Linked DNA regions of Zea mays: region 1 is linked to region 2. Evidence: chromatin contacts called from public Hi-C data. All regions are on one chromosome and are shown on one strand. Each heading gives the region's core, a stretch centred on a gene start, on an enhancer-like site or on the middle of the called end of the contact. The rest is flanking DNA. Distances are from core to core; before and after follow the strand shown. Region 1 has its middle 21 kb from the start of LOC103654492. Region 2 holds the start of LOC103654491 (Zinc finger protein WIP2).

The links. Hi-C and Micro-C count contacts between places; a contact is called where the count stands out from the background.
Region 1: a contact with region 2 is called in a Hi-C map of ear, with 1.8 times the contacts expected there. The contact joins the enhancer-like site here to the promoter of LOC103654491 in region 2. A contact is called at or near these places in 4 of 25 Hi-C or Micro-C datasets (ear, root tip and tassel).

Annotation. Positions count from the first base shown.
Region 1 is chr4:205,163,992-205,166,911 of Zm-B73-REFERENCE-NAM-5.0, forward strand. No RefSeq gene overlaps it. Among protein-coding and RNA genes, the nearest start is that of LOC103654492, 21 kb to the right of the region's middle. Within about 2 kb of position 1,395, at least 13 of the 20 cell types and tissues checked have an H3K27ac peak or open chromatin away from gene starts, as enhancers often do. A contact at or near this core is called in ear and tassel, where this site is marked.
Region 2 is chr4:205,125,747-205,128,713 of Zm-B73-REFERENCE-NAM-5.0, forward strand. It overlaps LOC103654491 (Zinc finger protein WIP2), which reads left to right and starts at 1,688. Exons shown (of 2, transcript XM_008681322.4): 1 at 1,688-2,567. The coding sequence starts at 1,776.

The DNA.
Region 1 (2,920 bases), core at 145-2,644, 38 kb after region 2:
TAATTAGAAGACCGATGGGGTTATTAATTGTTATTTTAAGTCGCTAACAGCATCTGGGAGCTGGGACTGGTTGAGGCCGGGAGAAGCACAGGACTACACGAGGGAATAAATAAATAAGGGACGTGCTGTCTCTGTCTGTCCCTCTAGCTAGCTATAGCCCAGGAACCAACAGCTCTCTTCTCTCCCCTTCTCTTCTCTAGTGTCCGTCTCGCCGGCCGGTAGTGTCGAAGCTGAGGTAGATAACGAGTCAGCTCGGCTCGTCCGAGTTCGAGTTCACTCGTTAAGCTAACGAGGCAGCTCGGCTCGTTAAGGTAACGAGCCAAAGAGTCAGCTCGGCTCGACTCGTTTACGAGTTCGAGCTGACTCGTTTAGCTCGTGAGCCAGAACAGAAAAAATAATATGTACATAATAATTATTTTTAGTTAATTTCAAATTATTTTAACAATAGAAAATAGTAATTATAATCATAGTTTCACAAACCACGTCAATGTAACACCAAATTAGCATAATTCATCACTCATTAATTCACAATTCACATACATGTTCATCAGTTTAACCCATAATTATATTTACATAGACCAAATTAACACATAGACATAGTTCATTAATTATTAGTTTAATTCATAGGCCATATACACCTCACATATATATAACATGTTCATCAATTATTCTGTAAATGATATGCATATAGTTTCGTTTTGCTAGAATATGGTAGTTCGTTTAGCTCGCGAGCTGGCTCGTTAACGAATCGAGCTAGGATGTCAGCTCAGCTCGTGAAAAAATTCAAACCAGCCGAGCCAAGCTAACCATGAACCGAGCGAGCTACGAGCATTTCGTCCGGTCCTAGTCGAAGATACCCAGATGCACTTTTCAGACACCTACCCGGATCTATCTATGTAGCACCTAACCCCCAGCCCAGGTGGTTAATGAATGCAAGCAGCACCATGCAGCTTGCATTGCATTGCATGCGAACCTAGTGCGCAGCTAAACCCTAGCGCGCAGCTGATTAAACGGATCGAGTACGTTGCTGCGCTTAGCACAGTGGCTGACTAATGATGAATGGATAGGATGAGTGAGTGAATGCAAGCACGCACTACTGCTCCGCTGGATCGACGGCGATGGTGGGCAGGAGTGGTGATGGGTCGGAATGCACCCATGCATATGGCCGGATCATGAGTCGATGACGACGACGACGACGGAACACGCATGCCGCCAGTGTACGTGCACGGCGCTTCACCGTATCGGCTGGCATGCATGCATGCATGCATCGGCATAGCAGGATGATGGCTCGGTCGGTATCACGCACGCACGCACGGTATGGGGGTAACGGGAGGGGGGCGGGGGCGGGGGCGGTGGAGTAAATGCACGTACGTCTCGACAAAGAGGGTGGTAGCAACGCACTGGCTGTACTGGAACAGTGACAGTCCAGTAGCTGCCGCAGCTAGCTTAGCTATGGAAGGAAGGCAGGCCAGGGGGCACAGGGAGGGCACTGCACCTGCATCTCCATCTGCATAGAGAACGAGCGAGCGACAGATCGGAGCGAGCGAGACCGGCGCGCGCGCAGGGGGAGTCAGGGACGACGGATGCATGCATGGGTGAGAAAGACGGATCGGAGCCGGACTTTGCCTAAGGTTAGTCGTTCAAATTTAATAACTAACCTTGGGCAGAAAAGTTAGGTAAAGTGTGGCAACTTAGGTAGTGAACCAAACAGGCCTTAAATGCCGCCACTTGCCCCGCCTGTCGCCATCGGCCAGACTGATCGAGCGAGGTAGCCGGGGAGCGCGCGCGCGGCTGGAGATCTGCTCGTCGCGTGGGCGTCCCATCCGTGGTGGCACTGCCACTGCATGCCGCTGCCACTGGCATAGTGGCATGGTAGATTGCGCCAACACATGCACTATACAATACAGGCGGGGCGCTGGCCGTCAGGTCAGGTACGTCGTCGCCGCTGTAGAGCGACAAGAACGAAGCGAAGGGAACTACTACTCCTCCAGCTGTGGGTGTGGCATGCGAATTTATGGCCACACACGCGCCGGGTACATACCGGCAGGCCGGCGAGTAGACGATCCATCCATGGCGTGCATGCGCGCAGATCGGCGACGACGAGCTCTGGCAGAGCAAGCAAAGCCTCCTGCTGCGGCTGCAAGGATAGGATTCGCTCGGGCGCGCGAAGGTCTCGTCGTCCGGGCAGGGAGACGGATCGGGAGAGGAAAGCTGACAGGAACCAGCTCAGCTCCATCGGAGTGGCGTGCGTGAGAGAGCAAGCTAGCGTGTGTGCGCTGCAGGCCGGGTAGGCAGGCACCACCACTGCTGACTGTTCCCGGCCGCTGGTGGCCGGGCGGCTGGCCGGCTGCTTCAATTCCGATCCCTGCCTGGCCGGACCCCCATCCAGATCGCATCGCAGATTTGGGGCTGCCGCAGTGGCAGCAGCATATGGGATGCTCTAAGCTTCTAACTGCATAGTTCTGGTTCACTGATACGAGTAGCAGATCTTAGGACCACCATGCCATGCCGCCGGCTAGCTTCTTCCTGCCTCGCTCGTTTTTTATTCTACGCTAATAAATGCATATAATGCTCGCTCATCATCGCAGGACACGGACTACTGTGAGGGAACAGTTTGGAGTGTCGCGTATGCAGCAGCTCCACCGCAGGAATTATAGTTCATCCGTTTATTATGCTGTTTGCAGCGGCCGGGTTCAGGAAATTTTTGCGCCAGCATGGTCAAGATCTTCTACCTTAATTATATATGACCATATATAACCTTATCTTTTTATATAAAAAACTCAAACTGCGGGTGTAAGATAGTCCCCGGACCCTAGCCATTCTATTAAAAAGAATATCTTCTCACATAGGAGAAAACCTCGAACTCTTGCCCTACACATACACAACGGCACCGTAGCCTATGTAAAAAACGACCGCGACT
Region 2 (2,967 bases), core at 438-2,937:
TCCCCTTCCCCACGGGCGTTACCTGCCCTTGCGTCCTCACAAAGTCATGTTCTCAAGGTGCAAACTCAGCCTCGCTGGCTCTCAATCACTCGGGGCCGCGTCACCTCCGCACCGCCTCATCAACTCAGTATAAGCTTAGGGCTGGGTCGTTGCCCGCCTTGCCGAGTAACTACTCTGATAGCTCGAAGGCTGGGCCATCACCTGCCTCATCGACGAGCTGTTTCATCGGCTCGAAAGCTGGGTCATCGCCTGCCTCGCCAACCCGTTACTTCACTGGCTCGAAGGCTGGGCCATCGCCCGCCTTGCTGACGCGCTGCTTCACCGGCTCGAAGGCTGGGCCATCGCCCGCCTCACCGACGCGTTGTTTCGCCGACTCGAAGGCTGGGCCATTGCCCGCCTTGCTGACACGTTGCTTTGCTGGCTCAAGGGCTAGGCCATCGTGCCTCGCCGACACGCTGCTTGTTTCTCAAGTCAACTTGAAGCACGAGGGCTTGTGGGGGATGGATACCCCTGGGTACAAATGAGGCGTATTGTCTACATGGGCCGACCGACTGACTCAGGTCCTAGGCCAACGACTGAACAAACTTGGCGCATAAGACAAGGACTCTATTGTAATCTAAACCGTCTAGGAGATACATATGGAAACTAACTTGTAACCCAAGCCACACCGGATTATATAAGGCGAGCTAGGGATCCCTCTCAAGGCAGATCTTAGGGGATCTGATCTCATACACGCCCCTCGCTCTCTCATCAAACATCCAAACCCTAGCTCTCATTGTAACCTCCATATATCAAAGCAATACAACCCACCGCAAACAGGATGTAGGGTATTACGCATCTCATGGCCCGAACATGTATAAATCGTGTGTCATGTCGCATTTCGAAGCGAACCATTGAGCTATAGTTGATGTTGCCGACTCACAAAAGCATCTCGTGGTACACCTCGCGGTGCATTGCCGGTACTAAACACCGACATTATGCGTATTGAATGCTCATGACCCTTGCAGCCTTTGGCTGAGGCCTGGCTCGGGGTTCTTCCTTGCCCGAGACAGGCGAGGCGGAAATGACGGTTCTGTGGAGAGGGTATCTCAGCCGAGATGAGGATTTCCCCGAGTATGTCCCTTGTCCGAGGGCAAGCTCGGGCGAGGCGGAGTTTTGAGTGACCGCCGAGTGGAGCCTCGAGCGAGTCATGGTTCATACTCCCTTGACCTCGGGGAATGCGTCCGATGGTAGCCTAGGGGTTAAACACGTTTAAGGGCGTAATCCATGTATCTATAGTTATGATATCCGTCCTTTTCTGTTTTTTTTATTTGTTGTGGTTTAGTTTAATAAGAAACTAGTGGGCGACAATATTCGAGAGCGGAATTAGTATGATGATCCCGACAAATATTAATTAAAATCGTTAAAATCTGGTACAATAATTTTCTTTGCACCATGCAAGGAAAGGAACTGTCCCTTAATTTCGAACAGAATGCACAATCACTGGCCACACCCTGGCCTGACTAGTATATAGTATATACTCTGGATTGCAAATTTGCAACTTCTTTTAGCTCATTATGGCTCCCCTGCTAGAATACAACCGTCAGGAGAACAAGGCCTCTGCTACCCCCACATAATTTACCCGTGCTCTCTTCTGTCTCCCTCTCTCGCACTATAACTACCCCTTGCCAACCACGGCACCCTCGCCCCAAAGCAAGCAGTAGCCAAGAACAGAAGCAAAGCTTCGTCCGGGGAGAACGTACTAGTCACCCACAGCAAGAAACCACCCCCCATCCATGGAAGACCCCTACACGAGCTTCTTCAAGAGCAGCTACTACTACTACGGCTCCTCCTACCCCGCTGCCCCAGCTCCCCACCATCTCCCACCGTACACCACCCTCTACCCGGCGGCGGCGTCTCATCAGTACCCTGCGTGCTTCTTCCAGCCGCCGCCGCTGCCGCTGCATGAGCATGACAGCCCGCCCTCGCCGCCGCTACGGGAGGCGCTGCCCCTCCTGTCGCAGTCGCCTACGCGCGCCGCCTCCCGGGCCCGGCGGCCGCGCCCGCACGTGGCGGTGGACTCCGACTCCGAAGACGGCGCCGATGACTTCCTACGCGAGGGCGCCGTCGGCAGCTCCGTGGCCCCCTCGACCACTACGACGCGTGCGCCGCTCTTCGCCGACCTCAACTGCATGCCCTCCTGCTGCGACGACGACCCGATGGACCTGGAGGCGGCCGCCGCGGCGCCCACGGACGACGACGCCGACGACGCCGCGGTCGCGCTGCGCATCGGCCTGCCCCCGGCTCCCGTCAACGGCTGCGGTGGCGCGGGGTCTGACCTCCGGTCCGGGCTCTCCGGCAGGGGGGCCTGCGGCGGAATGGAGGCCGAGGAGGACGAGGACGAGTGCAACAAGGTGGGCGACGGCGACGGCGACGAGGTGGTGCCGCTAGGGTTCGCGTCCACGCCCATCGGGAGGCTCAACAAGGGGCAGTACTGGATCCCGACTCCGGCGCAGATCCTCATCGGGCCTACGCAATTCTCGTGCCCCGTCTGCTACAAGACCTTCAACCGATACAACAACATGCAGGTCAGAGTCAAATCAGTTGCCATATGGTCATGCTCGCTCACCCATACCATACATATATATATACCCATTTTTTTTTCTTCTTCTTGCCTTGCTGTTGCTGGCTTGCTGCTAGCTTTCTATCTTCTTCTTCTTGAGTTGCTACGGCAGGCTCGCTAGCTTTGGAGCTAGTTGCATGCCATGTCAAGCCCAGATCCATGCTGATGCACTGTGGATACCTTTTGCGTGATTGAACTAGACTGGCGCATGCCAGGCGCAGCCGCGCAGGCAGCCATGCATGCAACCATGCGTCTTTAAGCTTTCCTTCTTTTGAAGATTCATTCATATGTCTGGTAGCTAGTGTGGGACGAGCAGTGGAGATCTCAGGGAAGATTTCACCTTTGCTCGATCCTCTCTCTATCTC